Linked DNA regions of Mus musculus: regions 1, 2, 3 and 4 are each linked to region 5. Evidence: chromatin contacts called from public ChIA-PET, Hi-C, HiCAR-type and promoter capture Hi-C data. All regions are on one chromosome and are shown on one strand. The core of a region is the stretch at or near the end of the contact, and the rest is flanking DNA. Distances in the headings are between cores, read along the strand shown. Region 1 holds the start of Map7 (microtubule-associated protein 7). Region 2 has its middle 9.0 kb from the start of Il22ra2. Region 3 has its middle 22 kb from the start of Ifngr1. Region 4 has its middle 3.0 kb from the start of Gm48249. Region 5 holds the start of Pex7 (peroxisomal biogenesis factor 7).

Region 1 (4,051 bases), core at 445-2,944, 260 kb after region 5:
CCTTTTATTTATCAGCCACCTCTTATGAGCACTGTATTTGTTTAACCCTTACCCTCAACCTGATAAAATAGTCATCACCCAGCTGTCCAGAGAAAACTGGGCCACTAAGAAGAGTAAAGTACACTAGCCGAAGTTTGTTTCATACAAAAGACATGTTAGCTTACAGGCGATGCCACTAGACTCCTTCAGGGACCTAGCAATGACTCACTTCATCACCTGCTCCCAAGTGCAGGTGGCTCACCAGGTGACTTTTATAAAAAGGACTTTTTGATTTCCCAGCCAGTCTGCTGGCATCTCTTCCTGTCATCCTCTGTCCCCCACTTCTCTGCCCTCATGACTTTCCTCTAGTCTGTCTGCCTCCACCCCTTCTCCAGATCCTTACTCCCCTCCCTTCCCCCAAAGGCCTGTTACATGGTGTGATTTCTCAGGGGGCACCTTGGCATGGGACCCCAGGTCCCACACATATGCGGAGTTAGAATCTTTGACAGTGTGTAGGAGAGTCGTTTAGGGGGAAGGATTGCCTTTGACATTAGATTTAATTTGGATTAAAGGCCAAAAGAAAATAACTTTTTTTTCCTTCATTTAGCAATTAGCATTTTTGAATTGTTATTTGTTGCTATAAAAACTATTGATTAAAAAAAAATTACTGTACAAATTTGAAGCAACATAAAAATGGAAAGTCTTAAAATGAGCAAACTTACTTCAGAACGAAACAAAAATCATACGGCGGCTGCATGCTTCTGAGAGAATAGTCCTAAAGAACCGAAACTGGGTGACTAGCCGAGACCTGTTTGGCAGACGCCCGGGCATTGGGATAAGGAGAGCTGTCATGCAGTGGCAGGCAGCTGGGACTCCCCTCTTTGGCTTTGTCTCTGTCCTTTCAGCCTGACTTTCAGAGAAAGTGTTTTTAGTTGAAAGAGGCAGTCTCCAATTTCTGGTCTCCTTGGAGGGTTTCGGTATTGTGCTGGTGGGCCTCATGAACGAAGCGAACAGTGTATCTTGAGAGAGTTTATACATGAGTTGAGAACACATTGAAAATGAATTCGAAGCCCCATACATCAGGACAGATGCCACCAAGGCTCAGCCTATACAAACATGGGTGTTTGTGTCAGGAGAGTGAGGCAGCGGCGGCGGGATGCCTGCCTTATCTTTACTTACTGTAATAGACCACGAGGGAGGGGGAGAAGGAAACCCCTCTCCTGTCCTGAAGAATTAGCTGCTGCTCCTGCAGACGAACCCGTTTCTCCTGCTCCACCATTCCGCCGCTCAGCTCTGCCACCCAGAGGAGGAGGGAGCTGCCCTGTGCAGCTAAGCCTCTGCTGGTGGGTTCTGAGGACTGCATCCCAGGGCAGCTGGAACTGCTCCCAGCCTCCTTCATTAGGCTATGTCAGGGTTGTCAGGGCAACTGTTCACAGCAGGCATCATGTCATCTTTTGCCCTCCGCTGCATGCTGAATGTTTTGCTGTGCGGTAGCAAAAAGAAGACTGGGAAAGCTGGCTCTGATTGACCAAGGCTAGGCAGTCCAAGGGAGGCATCGGAACCTGCGTGCCTTTAATAGAGGCCTTCTGAAATGGGTGTGTGCGCGCGTGCGCGTGTGTGCATGTGCGAGAGTGTTTACTCACCAGCGCCTGTGCCTATTGGGGGGAATAAGTGGGAGGGGGCTGCTGCTAGGTGAGGGGCAGCAGCAGGACCTCAGTTGCCAAGTAGCTGGTAGTATCTGTCAGCTGTTCTCACTGTTTACCCATAGGGGATCTATTACAAGTGCTCAAATGAACAGGCAGCTTAGGAGCTAGCAGCTTCTGGGAGCTGCAATTACATAAGCATATATATTTAATATAATTGCCGAACAAGTAGCAGCGTTATGCCTGGGTCAGCTACAGCGATCCGACAAGAGAGACTGAAGAAGACTCCTGCAAGGACAATTCCCCTTGCTCTATTCACCATTAATGAGGAAGATGAGCTGCAGAAGAGTGGAAATGCCAGAAGACCCAAAGGTATGCATCAGCCCTACCCCTCACTGGAGCCGGATCCAGCACTGTTCTTACATTGATTATCGCACGGGTTCCGAACTGCACGCGCAATGCCTGCTTCTCGAGTATTCGTGACCTAACACAGCTTGCTGGTCACGCTCGCACACCCTCGGGGTATGGAGTCTGATGGAGTGGAAATAAATTTTGTAGGTTTGGTCTATTTCAGGTCAGCTTACTTTTTAAGACCCAAACTATTTTCCTAGTATAAAGGTCTTTAATATTCACTCCTTCATTTAAACAGGGGCCAGTGACTCTGACCTCGTGGGGGAATAAATTTGGCTTCAAGGGGTTTAAAGGAACAGTACCCTCACTTTCCTGTAGCCACGTCGGATCATTTCTGTTTACTTCAGTGAAATGAGCTTCTCTGTAAAAAGGACGGATTAGGTAAAGTGATTTTTTTTCCAGAGCTCCCTCCCCACGGGCAGAAGATGAGCATGCTTCCAGGTTCCTTCTACTCAGATGCTGAGGGAGAAGGAAGGCAGGCAGGCAAACTTGGGCAGCCAGGGAGAGGGAGCAGCATGAGGTCTCGCTTCTGACTGCTGCTGCTGAGTACTCTGTGCCACTTCAGACATGCTGGCTACAGAACACAGAGGTCTGAGCCTTGAGTGTCCCCTTGTGCTGATGACATGGCAGCAGCTGCTCAGGCTTCAATCCCATGGATGTCCTTCCGAGGTGTTGTCTCATAGCCACTCTCATGCATCTTTGAAGAAGGGCTTTTAGGATTGCACTTAAATTTTCCAGCATCCTGTAGGCGTCTTCCTGCAAGCTGTTCTCTCTAGCAGAAGAGGTACCTATCTGTTTATTTTTATGAGCTGTTTGGGTCTTATATTCTGTCACTGGCAAATTTTCTATCACCGACATTATCAAATTTTCCATAGTGTGGCTCTAGCCACTGACGCTTTGTTCCTAGCTCCAAAATGAACCATGTTGCTTTTGCTAAATATAATGGAAACTGTGTACTTTAAACCCAAAAGTAAGTTTTTCTTCCATTCTTGAAAAGAGTATTATCACTGCAGATGATTTCTGTTTGTTGTCGGGGTTTCTGTCGGAATGCCCAGTGACCTCAGAAACTCAGTGTTGCTGTAGAGGGGGGATATTTCTTCAGTTGCTCATGGGTTGACAGCTGAGTCCGAGCAGGCTGCTCTCAGTGAGACCCCTCCAAGGTGGTCAGCAGCCAGTCATTTATTCTCTGCAGAATTGGGAACTTTTTTTAAAGTTAATGCCAATTTGTTGAAGCATTCCCATGGTGTATTTGTCAAAACATCCTGGCTCGGTGAGTCTTCCCTGGAGTGTCCTGCAATTATCATTTTGGATAGCTACCCATTTTTTCTTACTTTTCATGACTTTTTCTTCCTGGCTTCTTTGTTTTTAATTTTCCTTCCAAATAAAACCTGTCCTTGGGTAGTTCCTTTAAAAGAAAAGGAGAGAGGGGAAAGTCAGTTCTAAAGATGTTTGGGTATCCACCAAGAATCTTAAACCAAGGAGTTCTGATCCCCTGCTGTTTATCCCTTTTTATGTCTGTGTGTGTGTGTTTGTGTGTGTGTGTGCGCGCGTGTGCGCGTGTGTGTGTGTGTGTGTGTACGTGTGCTTGATGGTTGGGATACATGGGGAGGATTCCATTCTATTAAGGATGACCAGGGTTTCTTTACATCCATATATGTCTCTAATTTATGACCTAGGAAACAAAATGAGCTGATGAATAATTCTGGATATCTCTGATTATGCTTAATGAATAAAAGCACTGTGGCTGTGGTTTTCGGTTTCTCTTCAAGCATCTGAGTAGCAGGAATGTCCATTTTCTAGTCCAGCTCTGCCTAGTAGAAAATCACAGCCGTGTTTCATTTCCGCACTGTCCAGTGTGATAGCCATTAGCCACGTGCAGCTACAGAGCACTTGAAATAAAGCTAGAACAATGGAGAAACTGATCTATTATATTTAGTTTACTTAAGTCCAAGTCGCCACATGAGACTGCTTTATAGGCCCACAGAGTCTGTCCTATAGAGCTGTGACATAGGTTCGTG
Region 2 (3,988 bases), core at 1,122-3,621, 290 kb before region 5:
TGTCCACTGACTCGTGAATGAATAAAGAAAATGTGGTGCATATACTCAATCCAATATAATTCAACCACAGAAAATATGAAACCTGTTCATTTGTGGCAATCAGTTTAGAGACTGAGGTCATTATGCTATCTGAAATATGCCAGATACAGAAGCAAAAACCCTACATAAATACATGAAACATACATATATACATTCATATTCATACATACATGCATTAAAAAGAAAAAAAAGAGAGTGCTTAGCCAGAAGGAACAGTTTCTGTTTTACAGGAGGCCTTGAAATCACTGAGATAGTAGAAATGTAAGATCTGGGCTGGAGATTGCTGCGTAGGTGCGCTGCAGCACACGCATGAGGACCTGAGTTTAGATCCTCAGCACACACAAAAAGCTGCATGTGGCTGCACTTGCCTACAACCCCAAACCAAGAAGCCCGAGAAAGGAGGCTTCCTAGCTCAAGCCGAACCGCTGAGCTGAAAACTGAGCATCAAGTCCAGGGAAGACTAAGGTAAGCAGAGAACGGTTGAGGAAGACACCAGAAGTTAAGCCCTGGATTGCACCAGTGTTCGTACCCACACACACATGCAAATCCATGTACATGAATGATTATACCATGCAAAAACATTAAAAACAAACATTAATATTAAAATGTTCACCTGCTCCAATGAATTAATGAGCCACATTTTTAATTCAGTTTTTTACTTAGTAAATGAGCCAAGGCAAATTATGAGTGCACCTTGACTAGAGGATTTAAGGTAGGGCAGGAGAGTGTGCAGGCTCCGTGCAAATATTAGATGCTTCTATACAAGAGACTTGAGTGGACCTTAGTGGATTGCAGGAACCCTAGACGCAATCTTGTACCAAGGAGCTATTTCCAGTATTCAGAACATGTCCTTTTGCAATCACAACTGAGTGCATTTTACTCCTGACTAACTACTCTGATACTGTTTACTAAGGCATGAACATTTATCATGTTGGATTGCCATCCCTCTGAACAATGGCTGTTCATTCATTAGTCAGTTCTGTGTGTGTATCACAGTTTTAATCTTTAAAGCTTTCTTCTAGTGTATATTAGAGCTCTCAGCATTGTGACAGACGCCTGAGAGAAACAACTGATGGGAGAAGAGATGTATTTGGGCTCACGGCTTTGGAAGTTTCACACCATGGTCAGCAGTCACCGTTGCTTTTAGGTGTGTGGTAAAACAGAAACATCAGGACCAATGGACATGCCAAAATCACGTCATGACATCCAGGAAACAGAAAAATAGCAGGATGGGCCAGAGTAAAAATAGACTGTTCACACCCATGCCGTCCAATGTCGCCCCTACGCTCCAGTTCCAGTGTTGTTTACTCAATAGACTAACTCATCAGTGGCTTAAGACGTTAGATCTGAGCCCCAGGCTCTGTTCATCTGTGGGAAAGCCCTCAGCTACTGAGGAGTGCGCTTCACTAGTCTAGGCATCTTTCTACTGATTTTTTGTAATAATTGTTTTTTGTTTTGTTGTGTTTTGTTTTTTTTTTTAATTATCTATGTATACAAGTACATTGTGGCTATCTTTCAGACATACCAGAAAAGGGCATCAGATCCCATTACAGATGATTGTGAGCCACCATGCGGCTGCTGGGAATTGAACTTAGGACCTCTGAAGAGCAGTCAATGCTCTTAACCACTGAACCATCTCTCTAGCCCCTAGCTGTTTTGGGGGGCTTTGTTTGTTTGTTTGTTTGTTTGTTTTCTAAGGTCAACTATAGACTTACAGACTTTTTTTTCTTTGCCAGATTCCACCCCTTCCCCCATTTGAAGTTCTTTGGGGATTTGAATCAGCATTCTATCACTATAATGCTTACTAATAATGACTAATTTTCCATAGTTAAATGCTCTTCAATACAAGTCTTTTATGTCCCTTATTCGCTTTAGACATCCTAAGCACAGGGTATTTCTTACTACGTTTATTTTTAGCATGCTGTTCTATGTTTTGTGTTGACAAATGGAATATTCTCTCATATTGAGGTTTATGAATGGCTTCATGTTTAAACAGAAATACTATCACATCAAGTCATCTAAGCCTTTTCATGGTTTCTGACTGGCTTCCCCAGTGAGTATTTGCGCTTTCACAGGTTAGAGCCTTTGCTGGGTGCTGTCCTCTTACCTCAGGGCAGCTCCCCTGGGGTTCCAGTACAGAGCACAGCCAAGCCATTGCTTCACCCAGCCTTGCCTTGTAACCATACGCCTGTCTACTCAGTCTGCACTTCATCTCTCTCCCTCCTTGCTCCTTTTCACGGTAACTCAGCATAAAAGTGGCAAAACAGCGGCTGCTATCTTGCCTTGAAATTTCCTTCACTGAGCAGAGTCTGTTACTTTAAAACAGCCTGTCTCAAGGTCTCAGGAAACGGGCAAGAGGAAGCCAGATTCTATGCCACATTGTAACCTCATGAGCCAGCCCCCAACAGCCTCCAGTCTCTCCTCCTAGTCTTCCAAACTCCCACCACAGCTGTTGAGCTGTTTACAAGTTTCTAAGGGAGTTTTCAGCCTGGATTCTCAAACTCTTCCATAATCCTCTCACAGACGCTCTAAAGACCATAACAGTCATACCAACACCCTCATAACAACACCACTCTCAGTACCGACTTAGTGACAAGCATGAATTACTTGTGTTGTAGATTAGGCGCTCTGCCAGCCTGACTTTGGGCAACTCAGCCACAGCCACTTAAGTAACTCACCACTGTCAGGGGCTGTGCCTTTCCACCATGCAATAGGAGAACCTTTTAAAGTGTGCTGGCCACCCCAGATCTCTGTGGGCATCTTGCTTATTCATTCTGTCTGTATCTGTTTCTGTCTCCATCTCCCTGTCTGTTTTCTATCTGTCTGTCTGCCTATTTGTCTGTCTGTCTGTCTGTCTGTCTGTCTGTCTCCCTGTCTGTCTCCCTGTCTACCTGTCTGTCTCCCTGTCTGTCTGCCTGTCTGTCTGTCTGCCTGCCTATCTTCCTGTCTGTCTGTCTGCCTATCTTCCTGTCTGTCTGTCTCCCTGTCTGTCTGTCTGTCTGTCTGTCTGTCTGTCTGCCTGTCTGACTGACTGTCTGACTTTCTGTCTGTCTGCCTGTCTCCCTGCCTGTCTCCCTGTCTGTCTGTCTGCCTATCTTCCTGTCTGTCTGTCTGCCTGTCTCCCTGCCTGTCTCCCTGTCTGTCTGTCTGCCTATCTGACTGACTGTCTGACTGTCTGTCTGTCTGTCTGTCTGTCTGTCTGTCTGTCTGACTAGCTGGTTCATGCCCCCACTCTGAGACACCCTTTCAATCTCCTCTGTCTCCCAGCAGATGTCTTGCCTTCAGCCTATTCTGTGGCATGATCTCTGAGTATCACACCTTGGCCCCAAACCACCAGGGTACCTGGACAGAAGCGGATTTGGGAGAGAGTGTTTGCTTGGCCTACAGGTTGAGAGGTTACATCCCCGTCACGGAAAGCTTAGTGGGAAGAGCTGCAAACACTGAGTGATAGTTGGGAAGCAGGAAGGTTAATAGAAGGGTCAGGGGCAATTTAAAACCTCAAGTTCCACCTCCAGTGACCCACTTCCTCCAGCAACCCCCACCTTCCTACATTATACAACTTCCCAAACAAAGTGACACCATCAGGAACTGCAGGGACTTTCAGTATGATGGAGCCAAGGTATGGTTAAGGGGCAGGCTTTTATTGTAGACATGAGGGAGAACACAGCCAGAGGTGTCTCCACAGCAGGGAGGGAGGGAGGGAGGGAGGGACGGAGGGAGGGAGGGAGGGAGGGAGGGAGAGAGAGAGAGAGAGAGAGAGAGAGAGAGAGAGAGAGAGAGAGAGAGAGAGAAAGAGAAAGAGAAAGAGAGAGAAGAGGATTGAACAGCATTATAAGGAGAGATTGGCAGTGTGCAGGGCTGGGAGAAGGTTGGGATTCAGGGTAAACCAGAAGAACTGAGAAGAGCCAGAATGCCAGCATAGACTCTACAACAGGTACTTGTGACAGTG
Region 3 (4,543 bases), core at 1,981-4,480, 340 kb before region 5:
ACATTTAAGCACATACATAAATGCTCCTAATGGATATGCAGGTAAACATTCTCTGTTGTAAACTACTAATTCTATTTAAGATTTGAATTTATGTGTAAACTTGTGATGAACTTTCTACCATGTGATCATGCATTCTGAAAGATGTATAAGTGCTGAAGATGTAGAGAAGATGTAGAGACCATTCCTCTTTTCCCCTTTGTCTTAGAGAATTTTCATATGAAATAAACACTAAATTCACTTTTTAAAAAAGATTTATTTATTATATGTAAGTACACTGTAGCTGTCTTCAGACACTCCAGAAGAGATTTCGTTACAGATGATCTGTGAGCTACCATGTGGTTGCTAGGATTTGAACTCAGGACCTTCAGAAGAGCAGTCAGCCCTCTTAACTGCTGAGCCATTGCACCAACCCCAAATTCACTTTTCAAAGTGTCCCTTTTTCTTCCTGTGACCTCAACTAGCAGGCTGAAAGTTGGAGCTGCAGCAGTTCCTGCAGAGATGGAACAAAGGCTACAGAACTTAATCTCCTGCTGTTAGGCTAGAGGTGTCAATCACTAAGCCAGCAGCTTTTAACCCTAAGAATGAGCAAGAAAGCTTTTAGAAGCTATCATCAGGATTCAGTATAGTTAGAGAGCTAGAACATCCAGAGATCATCAGTCTTAAAAGCTACACTGGAACCGGGCGTGGTGGCGCACGCCTTTAATCCCAGCACTCGGGAGGCAGAGGCAGGCGGATTTCTAAGTTTGAGGCCAGCCTGGTCTACAAAGTGAGCTCCAGGACAGCCAGGGCTATACAGAGAAACCCTGTCTCGAAAAACCAAAAAAAAAAAAAAAAAAAAAAAAAAAAAGCTACACTGGAGTCCAACTCTGTGTCTCAGTTCAACCCGCTCCAAACCAGGAGGCTCCCAGCACTGGCTTGCTTGTTTGTAATGTTCATATATTTGACAAGTCATTGTGAACTCAAATGGTCACCCAGTAATTAATTAGGAATATAGGAAAATCGGTAGCACAATGTCATGAACTGTGTGTGTGTGTGTGTGTTTTTTTTTTGTAAAGAATGAGAAACATTTTAAACGCATCAAAAGCAAGCACATGATTCACGTGTAAAATCACAATATATAACATTTTCAAGTGATATTTTTTTAAAAACCATTTATACAGAAGAAATTACTAGAACATAACACTAAGTCAGGGCTCAAAGTCAAGCACTTGGCATATCTTAACTACAAAATATTCCAAAGCAATTCACTTAAAAGACTGGGAGGCCTGGAGAGATGGGATAGTAGTTCAGATAATTAAGAGCTGCAATTCCAGAGGGTTGGGGTTTAACTCCCAGCACCCGTGTGGTTGTTTATAACTCTCTCCAGCTCCATTTTCAGGGGATCTGACCCCATCTCCTGGCCTCCACAGGCACCAGACAACACAGTGTACAGACTTCCATGCAGGTAGGCACTCATATATATAAAATAATAAAATATTTCTAAAGATTGAAAAAAATTAAACAAAAACTGTAGGAATCGCTCTCTGTGAGTGACACGAGCATGCTTATTGGCTCCCTGGGGTTTTGCTTTTCTTTAGTTAAATAACTCTCTTTTTTACATGGGGATACATTGAAAACAATATCATAGGTCACATTTAAAGACTATTGATTAGCAAAAGAATCTGCAAAATAATACACATTAGCATGTGCTAGAATATAGCTAAGTTGCAAAATGCAAGCGTAGTAGGAATACAGCCTTGGGTTCAATGGCCAGCATGTGGGGAAAAGAAGAAGAAGCACATGGGTTCAACCCCACTTATAACACAAGGTGCAAAGCCAAGTCAAAATCAAACTCTGTTAGACGTGAGGAGAGAGGGGAACAGGGAGTGTGAGGAAGATGGGGAGTGGTCAGTCAGGATTATTCATCTTTTAAAAATGAATAATTACGTTCACTTATGACAAAAACATGTTTCTATATTTCATAACTAACTAAAATTTGCTTGAAGTCAAGCATTCCAGTCTTCTTTCCAAGAAAAAAGGGGGCCAAATTAGATATTTTTTGAAGAGATACAACAGTATTTAATTACCTTTTTTTTTTTTTTTTTTTTTTTTTAGTAAAGGGCTTAATTTGTTCTATCACCGCAGGCCACTTAATTAAAATAGAGCAAGAAAATAAATAAAAGTTCACTATTTAATACAAGCTAGCTTCCCAGAATCTCATGCAGGACAATAGTGTTGATCATCGAATGGCTGGCTGCAAAATGCTTAGTGAACCTGTGCCCAAAAAAGAATTAAGATACAGCCCTGACTCATCTAGGTGTTCCCACTGCTGAGAAGAGGAGCGGCTTTTCCTCCTGTGAGAGGTGAGGACACCTCTTACAACTCTTCCTCGAAGTGGGTGGAGGTGGAGAAGGGGAAATGAAAATGAGCAAGCAGAAAAGGTGGGAAGGATGATGGGTTTGTCCAGTTCAATCCTGTCCTGGGTGTCCACTGGAAAGGATTCCCCAAAACACAAATTCGAGGCCTGAGACTAGCTCCAGGCAGAAGCAGTCGCTGAATGAAGACCGTAGTAAATAAAGCAAACTATAATGTTGAGAAGCAAAGAGACAAAAGTATTACAATGAATTTTATTATACTTATGAGGTACGATATGATGTTTTATTGTATTGTGTGGCGGCAAGAGGTCATGTGTGTGTGTGTGTGTGTGTGTGTGTGTGTGTGTGTGTGTGTGTGTGTGTAAGGAAGAGATCATATGTGTGCACATGTGCAGAGGTGAGAGGGCAATGTCAGCTGTTTCTCTCAGTTGCTTCCTCACCTTATTTTTGGACAGAGCCTCTCTCTGAACACGGAGCTCAGAAATCAGCTAGAGGAGCTGACCAATGAGCCTCAGGAATCTTGCCTCGGGCTCCACAGCATCGCAGGCTTTCTACCTGGGAATCCAAACTCAGCTCCTCATGTTTGTGCAGCAAGCAATTAACGGACTAGTCCAGGCCCCAATGTGATGCTTGGTTCATGTGTATGCTGAGTAGTGATCAACTCTAGGTAACTGTCATACTCATCTTTAATGGAAATCGTTACAATAGAAGAAACATGAGAAATGGAAATGCAGAGTAGGTAGAATGTGTCTAAAGGGAGCACAGAGAAGCTTGTGTCTGTTTTCCCTTCTCCTTCACTTTGTTTTTGCAGTCAAGAAACCACCTCCTCCTGAAAGTCCCCAGACAAAAATATTTGCTTCCTCAATCTTGAAGCAGTGACTCATCTATTCTTCATAGCTGGCCACTTTCCTCTTCCCACAATGCAAGCGCTTCTACGATGGACCAGAGACTTTAAAAGACAAGCTTTGGCTCAGGGGTCTAAGCCCAGGGAATTTTTATCTGGTGAAAATGAGCCGGAAGTATGTGAGAACAAGAAATGTCTGAGTCACATGTGGCCAATCGTGAACCAGCTAGGACAGGACACCTGGTTGGGAGTGTGGGAAGGACCCTCTTTGAGTTGGCCAGCTTGTCTAAGCCAGCACTCCTAAATGACAATCCACATTGGTGCAAACTACAGTTTAACATTGTAGGAACTATAAACTGCTTGTAGGAGCTTCCCACACAGCTAAGCAAATTGTAATACACACTCTTAACTCTTGCTACATCAGAAACAAACACAGACATGGCCCAAGCCTCAGGGCAGCTGCAGGACAAAACATTATGAGAAATGCAACTGTCTTGTTCTAAAGTGTGACCCTCCCTTTGCTGTTAAACTGTTGAAAATAGTGCACCCAAAGAAACGGAAATGTCAGTGTCCTTAGGAAATCTCATTAGGAGAAGGAAGGGGTTTTTTGGCAGCCAGAGGAGGAACTTGTTTCCCTAAAAGAGATGTTGACAGACAGTTCTGACTTCTTATCAGACCACCTTACAGGGAAGACTGGAGTTGAAACTATGTTGGGTGGGATACAGACCAGAACTGCTTAGCTGTTTATATCTCTTGTCCTGTTTGGACCAAACCTCATGTCAGGACCCTGAAGATGAATTTGGGGAATCACAGGACCTCTTTTTCCTCATTCCCAATTTGGCCACAATGGATCGATCTGTTTTCTCTGTTTTTTACTTTGTTTCTTCAATTGGCTTATTGTGATGCTGTAGCTGAGCGTGGCTTTTGAGGGCTGCCCGAGGCCAGACTCAACAGCAGTATTAGAAATGGGTCCTGGACCAAAGCCTCATGCTGAGTACATTTCTAGGTTTAATATGCTTGGGAAAGGTACCTTTCTTATGAAGCATAAACACAAATAAAAGCCATATACACACCCTTTAACTATGTGGATGCAAACAGACAAACAGTGGGATAACTTTCTTTCCTTAGTAGTCCACAGCGTTGGTCATTGTTATGGTAAATATTAAAAAGTTGCTCTATGCTCCCAGTGGGTGTGCGCATGGCTCTGCACCCACCCAAGAGCTCTGGATTCATGAATGAAAGACACAGCACATGCTACCTTTATATTTAATATGCCTTACTAGCTCAATGACTGGGCACTTCCAAACCTCCCCATGGCTAACACACAATCTCCTCCGGTATTCCT
Region 4 (4,394 bases), core at 1,865-4,364, 380 kb after region 5:
CCACCATGACAGCCAGTGCAAGCCGACAAATGCCAAGCCTGAAGACAACCCGAGCTCAATCCCTGTGACCTGTGACCCTGTGACCCCGGCACAAGGAATGACCCAACTCCCTCGCGTTACCCTCTGACCTCCTTTGCTTCCATGTTAGTTGCAGAGGCACACACACACACACACACACACACACACTAAATAATATAATTTTGAGCTCCAATGTCCATTGAGGTATTGCTATATATATGAAATACTTTTCACAAAAAATGTAATGGCAAATAGCACCAGAAGTATAGTATTAGTGATAAACTTAATTATCATGAAATTACAACAAAACTTTACATAAAGGTCATGTCTATCTTTTTTCCTCTTTTAACCCTAACTCTGTAAGTTTACTTATAAAGATGACATTTTTTTTCAGTTTTGTTTCATTTGTTTTGTTTGTTTTTTGAGATGGGTCCTGACTATGTTGCCCAGATTGCTACCAAACTCAGAATCTTTCTGTGTTAAGCAACCAGATTCCAGGATCACATTTGCCAAGCACAAGGAATTTAAAATCTCTGTTTAACTCCTACCTGCTCTTAGCTTTGCCAAAAGGAAAAATTACAATAAAATTGGAAAGAGAGCAGTTTAGGACTCATTACTGAATGGGAAAATTTAATGTAAACCCACCCCATAAGCCCTTCTTTTTTATCTTTCTCATTTCTCAGTGAATTTTCACCATTTTTTTTAATCTTTCTTTCTTTGTTTGTTATACATAAGTACACCGTAGCTGTCTTCAGTCACTCCAGAAGAGGGCATCAGATTTTGTTACGGATGATTGTGAGTCACCATGTGGTTGCTGGGATTTGAACTCGGGACCTTAGGAAGAGCAGTCGGAGCTCTTAACCACTGAGCCATCTCACCAGCCCGAATTTTCACCATTTTAAGGTAGGCTTTAGGAGAGTCAGTTACCATTTTTAAGTGAAACTACAGCTCAGAAATGCTAGGAACCTGGAGTGTCACAACAGACCCCAGCCAGAGCCAGCTTTAGAATCCATGTGTGGTAGGTACCCGGGATTACCAGTTTCCTTTGTCAGGGCCCTACAGACCTGCTCAGGTGTACTGGCCGGTTCTGTGTCAACTTGACAGAGCTAGAGTCAACAGAGATAAGGGAGCCTCATTGAGAAAATGACTCCGTAAGATTCAGCTGTTCAGCTTGTTCTTAATTAGTGATCAATGCGGAAGGGTCCAGCCCACTATGGAAGGTTTCATCTGTAGTAGCTTTGAAGGGAAAGGTTTCCCCTACAGAAGCGTTTCAGCTCTTCCAACAGGAGGAGGTTTACCAAGCAAAAGGTATTATAGCTCTCCTTGGAGAGGTATCCTGGCAGTAGGAAGCCAAGGAATGCCACAGTCATACCACACAACAAACCTCACACGAGAGATTTATTGGGAGGAAAAGACCAGAAGACTGCCAATACTGGGGATAGAAGCAACCAAGTACTGAGCAGAACTCAAGCTTTATATATGGCTTCTTGGGGTGGGGATGGGGTGGGTGGGGAGGCGGGGAGATTTCCAGGGTGAGAATTGGTGGGGTTTCAGTTCCTAGTCTTGAGCTCAGGGATTGGTGGGGTTTCCTGTTCAGGGATCAATGAGATGTGTGTGTGTGTGTGTGTGTGTGTGTGTGTGTGTGTGTGTGTGTGTGTATGCTCAGGGATGGGGTTTTTGTGCTCAGGGATTGGTGGGCTCTTGTTTCTTGGCCCTGGTCTTGGGATCAAGTCAGGGTCAAAGTGCCCCCCCACCCTTTGGCCCTTTTACCCTACTCCATCCCTAGGCTGGTGGTTCTGGATTCTACAGACAGCAGGCTGAACGGACCATGACTAGCAAACCAGTGAGCAGCACCCCCCACAGCCTCTGCATCAGCTTCCGCCTCCAGGATCCTGCCTTGTCTGAGTTCCTGTCCTGGCCTCCTTTGATGATGAACAGTGCTATGGAAACATAAGCCAAATAAACCCTTTCTTCCTCGAGTTGCTTCGGTCATGGTGAAATGTTCTTTAATTTCTCTCTCAGCTCACAGAACTTTAGTTTCCTGTATAGAAGGCTCATACCTTTTCTTAGATTGTTAGATCTTTGTTATTTCTTAGTATCATTATAAATGGGTTATATATATATATATATATATATATATATATATATATATACACAGCTGGGCATGGTGGAGGCTGCAAAATCAAAAGTTTGAGCTTATCCTTGGCCCACACAGTGAGTTTGATGCCAGTCTGAACTACACTGTTACAAATAAATGAAACCAGGGTTGGGCAGATGCTCAGTGGATAAAGCGCGAGCTTGCCTAGAGGAAGCTGCCTGGCTAGAACCGCAAGCTCCGGCCGGTTCAGTCTGGACCATTGCCTCGGTAAAAACAGTGGAGAATAGTAGAGGAAGATACTGACATCAGCTTTGGGTCTTTATGTGCATATGCATGCACATGCGTGGATGTGTAAACATAAGCATGCACACAGCACTGAAACGGGATTGCTTGTGCATGCGCACACGCGCGCGCACACACACACACACACACACACACTCAAAGCCGACAACCAGATTTTGTTTTCTGTGGGAATGGTGACACAGACCTGTAATCCAGCCTTCAGGAGGTTGAGACAGGAGTACCTAGAGTTTGCATCCCTTCTGGGCTACAGAGTAAGAACTTATCAAAACAAATAAAAAACAACACCAAATAGAACACCTGCAGTGTACATTATAGTAACTGGTTTCTGGTAAGCGGAAATATTGCTCTTTTTTCCTTGTAATTTATCTTATACAAAAAATCGTATTAAACTGCAGACATTGAGGGAGCAGAATGGGACCCTGGGTAGTTAACTATTTTTCTTTAAAAAATGAAATAAAAAAGAATGTAGTATTTTAGCCACCAGATATAATATTTTAAAATGATAAATGTTATTGTTTGTGTCAATATTAATTGCCAGTTATGAGAATGGCAATGGGATTTATTTTAAAAAAAACAAAACAAAAGAAAACAAAACAAAAAAACCTAATTGAACAGCACGGCTAAGTCCCTACATCTCCAGGAGGTGGCGGCAGTGAGCTACTAGGACGATAGTTCAGTCCGTTTTCAGCGGCTGAGTCTGGTCATCTTCATTCCCTGAATTAGCTTGCTACCCTTTCCGGTAGACACGATCCTCACTGAGGCTGCCCAGTATAAGGGCTTCTGCTCCCCTAATTTTGATCTAGCTGGGCTACAATGCTCAGAGAGGGTCCCCTCAATTTACCCAGAGGGGATCCTTAGCTTCCCACGACTGACAAAAGGATTCGTCTCAAACTCAACTCACCGCCTGTAATGTACGAGCAGACAGGCAGGTGCACACTGTCCAATTATCTTTGCCTCTTCTGCTGCTGTGGCTTAAATGTCAGCAGTTTCTCGGGGAGAGGAAGGCAGGATTAGGGTCGGACCTCCCTTCCTGTATTATGGGCAGTTGTTCACCTTCTCATAGACAAAGCCCTTGGTTCTTGTCCACCTGAGTTGGAAGGCAAGTTTCCTGACAGGCCCTGGGCCTTGTCTCAGGGTTTCCTCCCAGGAATCTCTGTGAATCGTCAGTGGAATTGCAGTAAATGTTAAAGCAAACAAACAAAAATTCCCTGTAAATGCTGGGAAGACCGGAGCCGCCTGTGGACACTGAGTGTTCTACCTCTATCATTTCGATTGCTTCAATCCCTCTTTTGTTTGTTAGTGTTTGTGACAGGGTCTGCGTATATACTCCTACATGGTCTAGAACTAACACTGTAGCCTAGGTTGGCCTCAACCCCCCCCCCCCAAGTTCTGAAGTTATAAACATGAGTTACCACATCCAGCTGATAACCCCTTTTGAGTGACCATAATAAGGGGATACATAAAGCTTAAAATATAAACCACATCAGGAAGATCTAAGCAACAACTTATGACAAATTGACATGTGTACAATGAAATACATAACTGTAGTAAATCACATAGGTTACTGTCCAAATGACTGCAGATGATATTCAAGATAAAAACGCTCTATGGGTTTGCCTGATCTCGGTTGAGGTTCCCTCCTCTCAGATGACACTAGCTAGTGTCAAGGTGACATTAAAAACTAACCAGGACACAGCAATCCTGGTAGACAGCACTGTGTGCTCAGAACAGTTTCATTTAATTTCTCCATTTAATTGTCTGTCAACTTAGAAGCCTCTTGATCCTACATGCATGGGACAATCTCTACGCTATCTATTCTGGTTGTGGAACTATTTGTCCATACTTAAATCATTAACACACTTAAATGTAACTTTAGTTCATAGTAAGACTCAATGCTGGCTGCAGGTGGGTGCCTATGAGTTTGAGACCAGCCTGGTCTACAGAGTGAGTTCCAGGGCAACCAGGACTGTTACAC
Region 5 (4,588 bases), core at 230-2,729:
AGCTAATAACAGAAGACAAGGAAGGCTTGTGCTTACAAACCCCCAAGACTGTGGTTCTCCCCTGCTGATACACGCAGAACACACCAATCACAGCATTTTAAGACAGTATATGTGGAAATACCATATACTCGTTGGTCAGGTGTTGAAAACAACATTAACTTCAGTTATGTGCCAACAATCAATAATTTTTGCTGAAAGACTAATGTCTCTTTCTCTCCCCCATCTCACACTCCATTAACATCTGTTCAAAGGGAATCTGCACTTGAACTTTACAAGGTAAGATGACTAATTACTATGCTCACATGCACATTCAACTGTTCAAACTAGAGTCTTCACAGAATTTCGCTTTGAGTTTTTGTGATCAGTGAGGTGGGTAAAGTGTTAAAGATCTTCCACTTAAACGTAACTGATGAAGAAGAAAAAAAAAAGTCAACTGTCAGGTCAGAGACCCGACCCCTTCCATGTGCAGAGCCAGCTTCTAATCCCAGTACCCACTTGGCAGCTGACAACCATCAGTAATGGATCCAACACCCTCTTTGAATCTTCTCTTCTGACCTTAGCTGGCACCAGGCATGGTTCACAGACATACATACAAGCAAAAAACTCAGACACACACACAAAAAATCTCTAGAAAACAATTCCTAATTATACCAATTTCTTGTAAGAAACCTTTATAAAAGTCTAAAGTTTGATGGCCAAGAACTGTGAACCCAACCGTGAAAGCACTAAGCACTAATGGACAAACTATACGGAAACAAGTTTATTTACCACTACTTTTCAGAAATCGTATTTTTTTCCTGCAGTAAACAAGTATTACAGATCACTGACATTATGCAATGGTTTGCCATACACTGCTCCTGTGCATAAACAGCAGATGGGGTATAAGTTAAAATAAATGGCTTGAGCACTTAGACATCTCTGCACATTTATCCACTTCCCCTAGAACAACTAAAAGCGAGCACAGAATTTTCTAGTTTTTTTTTTTTTCTTTTTCAAGAAAGGGCCAGCGTCTCCCTAAGTCTCTGTTGAGGATGGCTTTGAACTGGTGGCTCTGTTGACTCCACCTTGCAAGTACTGACAAGTGCATCCTTCTTACAGAAGGGAAAGGACTAGCTGTAGACTTCCCCTGGGCTCCAATGCCAACTCCGCAGAAAGGGGGACCTAGGAGGGAGGGCCGAGCTCTGTCGCCCCCTGGCGGTGGCGGCGGCACCGCGCGCTCAGCGGCGCGTCCTACGCCCGCCCCGGAGGCGCGGCCCGCGCTCACCCGCGATGCCGTAGTGCTGCGCCGCGGCACAGGCCAGGCGGCCCGGCAGGTACGGAGAGAACTCGGCCGCATAGCCGTGGCGGCCGGGCACCCGCAGCGTCCGCGCCGCGCTCATTCCGCTCGCCCGCCGTCACTCGGCCTCCCGGCCCGAGCGCGGAAACAGTCTCGAGGTAGAAGTGCCCCACTGCGGCTCACTGAAAGTCCAGGAAGGCCGGGCGGAAGTGACGACGCCGACGCCCGGAATCCTAGATTTTGATTGGGCTACATAGAAAAGGGAACTGACGCCGCGAGGACCATTTTTCTTTTGGGCAAAAATCCAATGATTTGCTCTAACTAAAATCAACTGGTCTTTCAGAGATTATTCTAGACCTAAAAGAGAAGATACTCGCTAGGAGTCACTTCAGACAGTTGTTCACGTTTAATTGCAACCTCCATGTTTTTTTTTTAAATAAAAACCTTGTGTTTTTATTAATTGCTTGAACTTTAAAACTTTGCTATTCTGACATTTTCCTGATGGTTACGAAATAAAAGCCACAACAAACTCGGAAAGCAGTTAGTGAGTCCAAGGGCAACGAATGGAGTACTAGGTTGCCCAAGGTAATTTGAATCCAGACAACAATGAAGTTAAAGGATAGGACTATTATCATGTGCAATTTGCGGTCTATAGGTTTTATGTAGTTAGTTGCACTATGCAGATATATTCCAGTAATTAAGGAAGACTTGGGCTCATTAATTTCTTCATTCAAATGTTTGCCAAGCATATGCAATGTGGTAGATGAATGTGCAGTTTGCCAAACCAAACACTGAAGAGTGAAAGAGACTTGTTAATCATTAAACCAGTCAACCTGCACAGACCAAGTCATGTACCAAGCTTGGTGCTAGACTTTTGCATTCAAAAGACCCACTGGGATACGTGGTTGAGCTCAAGAGATTACAAGACTTGAAAGCTGTCAAGTGTAATCAAAATGCTATTGATGCTGTGATGAATATACACAGATGTTTTTAGGGTAGGGTGTCAGGGAACATTTTAGAAAGGAGATAATCTAGGGTGAATTCATACAAATGACTTTCTCTAACTAAAAAGTTGGAAGCCATTGTGGGATCAGGAGAAGGGTGAAGAACCCAGGAAACCTAAAACCGCAAGGGATGGTAGCTGCCAGGACTCAGTCTAGCCTGATAGAGAAAGAGCACTTTGGGTAGATTCCACCTGGTGAGAGAAAATCAAATGCTCCAACATGAACTCTTGTATTGTACCCCATGCCCAAGGAACTGTGCTGCAGCTTAAATAATAGAGATCTGTGCAAGTTTTCAGATATGGATCATTTAGTGAGTTATCATTCCCAAGCAACAGTAACTGGAGGCTAGAGATTGGCAATGGAGTACAGTTAGAGACTTTAGCAACAACTCAAGCAGAAGATGCTATAGTTGGGTAATAGTGTTTTGTTGAGAATTATGGAAAGGTGTGGAGAGGGTACGCTTAAGGGTCAAATGAAGACAAAAAGCTTAAATGGTTTCCAACTCTTAGTATAGTACTTATCTAGACACAGGAATTGTTTATTGAAATAAGGACAATGGAGCATTAATAAACTCCAGTTCTGCATGTTGACTGTGTACTGTGTGCAGTACTTGAATACAGCACAATGGAGTCCAGCCAAGCCTTCTTACTTGCATGTAGATAATATTTAAACCACGGAAATTATTTTTATTTAGCAAGAGAATGGAATGAGAGAAGACAGATAAAGGCAGATTTGGGGCAAACAGCCACATGGAAAGCTGGCAGTGGAGAAGCTATGGAAGGGAGAGAGATCCACAAGATGGGGACTGTAGACTCATTTATTACTTGGGGCTGGAGAGATGGCTCAGTGGGTAAGAGCAATGACTGTTCTTCCAGAGGCCCTGAGTTCAATTCCCAGCAACCACATGGTGGCTCACAACCATCTGTAATGAGGACTGATGCACTCTTCTGGTGTGTCTGAACACAGGGACAGTGTACTCACATATGTTCACATCACATAAAATAAATGTCTCTTAAAAAAATACTGCTCAAGCCAGGCATGGTAAATGAATGCCTTTAAACCCAGAATTTCGGAGACAGAGGCAGGTAGATCTCTGAGTTTGAAGCCAGCCTAGTCTACAGAGTGGCTGTCCTGGGGACAACCAGGGCTACAGAGAGAAACCCTGTCTCCAAAAACAAAACAACAAACAAACAAGAAGTATTTTTCAAGCTTGGAAGATTTGCACACTATTTTCAGATGTAGATTTAAATGCTTAGAAATTAGATTTGCATCAGGCAATGACACAACAGAGTTCTTATGGCTATGTAAGTATCTGTTTAGGGGCCTGGTATCTCTGTCCATAGCAGTACTAAATGCAGACTGGACAAAATATGGAAATTATTCCAATAACAGCAGATAACCTATGCAAATATTCTACCATTCAACTAGCTATAGCCCTGTGAAACTTTACAAGGGTGGAAGACAGGAGGATCACTGGTATTTAACTGGTCACCAGTCTAGCTCTGGGTAGCAGGGGAATAAGGTGGAGAGTGATAGAGAAGGGACATCTGATAGTCTTCTCTGGCCTCAGTGTGTACACCAAGATGGCTACCTGCACACAAATGCACATAAAGCACACACACACACACACACACACACACACACACACACACGCTACTCTGAGTGATTCTCATACGCTAACTACAGTACAAAGAATAAAAGCACATTTAGAGTAAAGTGTTCAGCTTTGTCAGGAACTTAGAAAATGGAAGCAGACACTGGACCTGTTAAAGGGATGGTATGCCCCAAAGCAATCCAGGATTCTGTGTCGGGAAGGCAGAGGGAGCATGCCCTCACACACACTAGGCAAACACACTACCAAGAGCTACAACCCAAGTCTCAGACTGAGTTTGCTAAGATAGTACATGCAGGGTATCACTTGGGCAATGGAAGGCCTGGGAATGATATGATATCTTCCTTCTGGAACCAGAAGATACCACCAGACCTGAATTCCTCACATGGCTCATTTTTAGTTATTGCCAGCTTTACTGCTTTAAGTTGAAATTTGAATTCCAGTGATATTTCATTTGTATTAGGCAATGAGTATGCTACATGTAATACTTGAGTTACCTTGGAAGTTTACAAGCATGGGAGGTATCTGCATGCCTGTTTGTTCCAGGAGCTTTACACTCAGGTAAACCTGAGGTCCAGTGCATGTGGTATCATTTCAATTACACTACCTGTGTGCTGTTATCAAGGGTGACACAAGATGGCTTACAAAATCCTGAATCGGTGTCAACATGAAGACCTCTGTTGCTCATGTTTGCAG

Evidence for each region. Promoter capture Hi-C pulls out the DNA fragments that hold promoters and counts their contacts. A called contact is a pair of places that touch in the nucleus more often than the background predicts. ChIA-PET counts read pairs in DNA pulled down with a chosen protein or histone mark. HiCAR-type assays count read pairs that join an accessible place to other places.
Region 1: a HiCAR-type map of astrocytes shows a contact between it and region 5, with 2.3 times the contacts expected there. The contact joins the promoter of Map7 here to the promoter of Pex7 in region 5. A contact is called at or near these places in 2 of 39 promoter capture datasets (3T3-L1-derived adipocytes and the HPC-7 cell line), 1 of 115 datasets of contacts at active chromatin or transcription factors (astrocytes) and 2 of 9 other capture datasets (adipose tissue and pancreatic islet).
Region 2: a contact with region 5 is called in an RNA polymerase II ChIA-PET map of effector CD8 T cells, with 22 read pairs. The contact joins the enhancer-like site here to the promoter of Pex7 in region 5. A contact is called at or near these places in 7 of 39 promoter capture datasets (the 3T3-L1 cell line, 3T3-L1-derived adipocytes, the C10 cell line and 4 more), 19 of 484 Hi-C or Micro-C datasets (the 63-12 cell line, the AML12 cell line, B cells and 13 more), 1 of 115 datasets of contacts at active chromatin or transcription factors (effector CD8 T cells) and 3 of 9 other capture datasets (adipose tissue, liver and pancreatic islet).
Region 3: a contact with region 5 is called in a promoter capture Hi-C map of neutrophils, with 2.6 times the contacts expected there. The contact joins the enhancer-like site here to the promoter of Pex7 in region 5. A contact is called at or near these places in 5 of 39 promoter capture datasets (HPC-7-derived erythroid cells, embryonic stem cells, neutrophils and 2 more), 1 of 484 Hi-C or Micro-C datasets (liver) and 2 of 9 other capture datasets (adipose tissue and liver).
Region 4: a Hi-C map of the N1E-115 cell line shows a contact between it and region 5, with 4 times the contacts expected there. The contact joins the enhancer-like site here to the promoter of Pex7 in region 5. A contact is called at or near these places in 6 of 39 promoter capture datasets (the C10 cell line, the HPC-7 cell line, hematopoietic stem and progenitor cells and 3 more), 9 of 484 Hi-C or Micro-C datasets (the C10 cell line, CD4 T cells, the N1E-115 cell line and 4 more), 1 of 115 datasets of contacts at active chromatin or transcription factors (memory CD8 T cells) and 1 of 9 other capture datasets (embryonic stem cells).

What each region holds. Positions count from the first base shown.
Region 1 is chr10:20,169,328-20,173,378 of GRCm38.p6, forward strand. Map7 (microtubule-associated protein 7) reads left to right here and starts at 1,695. Exons shown (of 18, transcript NM_001358787.1): 1 at 1,695-1,994. The coding sequence starts at 1,862. It overlaps Gm51795 (a long non-coding RNA gene), which reads right to left. Exons shown (of 2, transcript XR_003948992.1): 2 at 1,918-3,438.
Region 2 is chr10:19,610,985-19,614,972 of GRCm38.p6, forward strand. No RefSeq gene overlaps it. Among named protein-coding and RNA genes, the nearest start is that of Il22ra2, 9.0 kb to the right of the region's middle. Within about 2 kb of position 2,372, at least 127 of the 459 cell types and tissues checked have an H3K27ac peak or open chromatin away from gene starts, as enhancers often do. A contact at or near this core is called in the 63-12 cell line, B cells, the HPC-7 cell line and 6 more, where this site is marked.
Region 3 is chr10:19,567,186-19,571,728 of GRCm38.p6, forward strand. No RefSeq gene overlaps it. Among named protein-coding and RNA genes, the nearest start is that of Ifngr1, 22 kb to the right of the region's middle. Within about 2 kb of position 3,231, at least 109 of the 459 cell types and tissues checked have an H3K27ac peak or open chromatin away from gene starts, as enhancers often do. A contact at or near this core is called in adipose tissue and neutrophils, where this site is marked.
Region 4 is chr10:20,287,492-20,291,885 of GRCm38.p6, forward strand. No RefSeq gene overlaps it. Among named protein-coding and RNA genes, the nearest start is that of Gm48249, 3.0 kb to the left of the region's middle. Within about 2 kb of position 3,115, at least 66 of the 459 cell types and tissues checked have an H3K27ac peak or open chromatin away from gene starts, as enhancers often do. A contact at or near this core is called in the HPC-7 cell line, the N1E-115 cell line, hematopoietic stem and progenitor cells and 2 more, where this site is marked.
Region 5 is chr10:19,906,195-19,910,782 of GRCm38.p6, forward strand. It overlaps Pex7 (peroxisomal biogenesis factor 7), which reads right to left and starts at 1,480. Exons shown (of 10, transcript NM_008822.2): 1 at 1,265-1,480. The coding sequence starts at 1,379.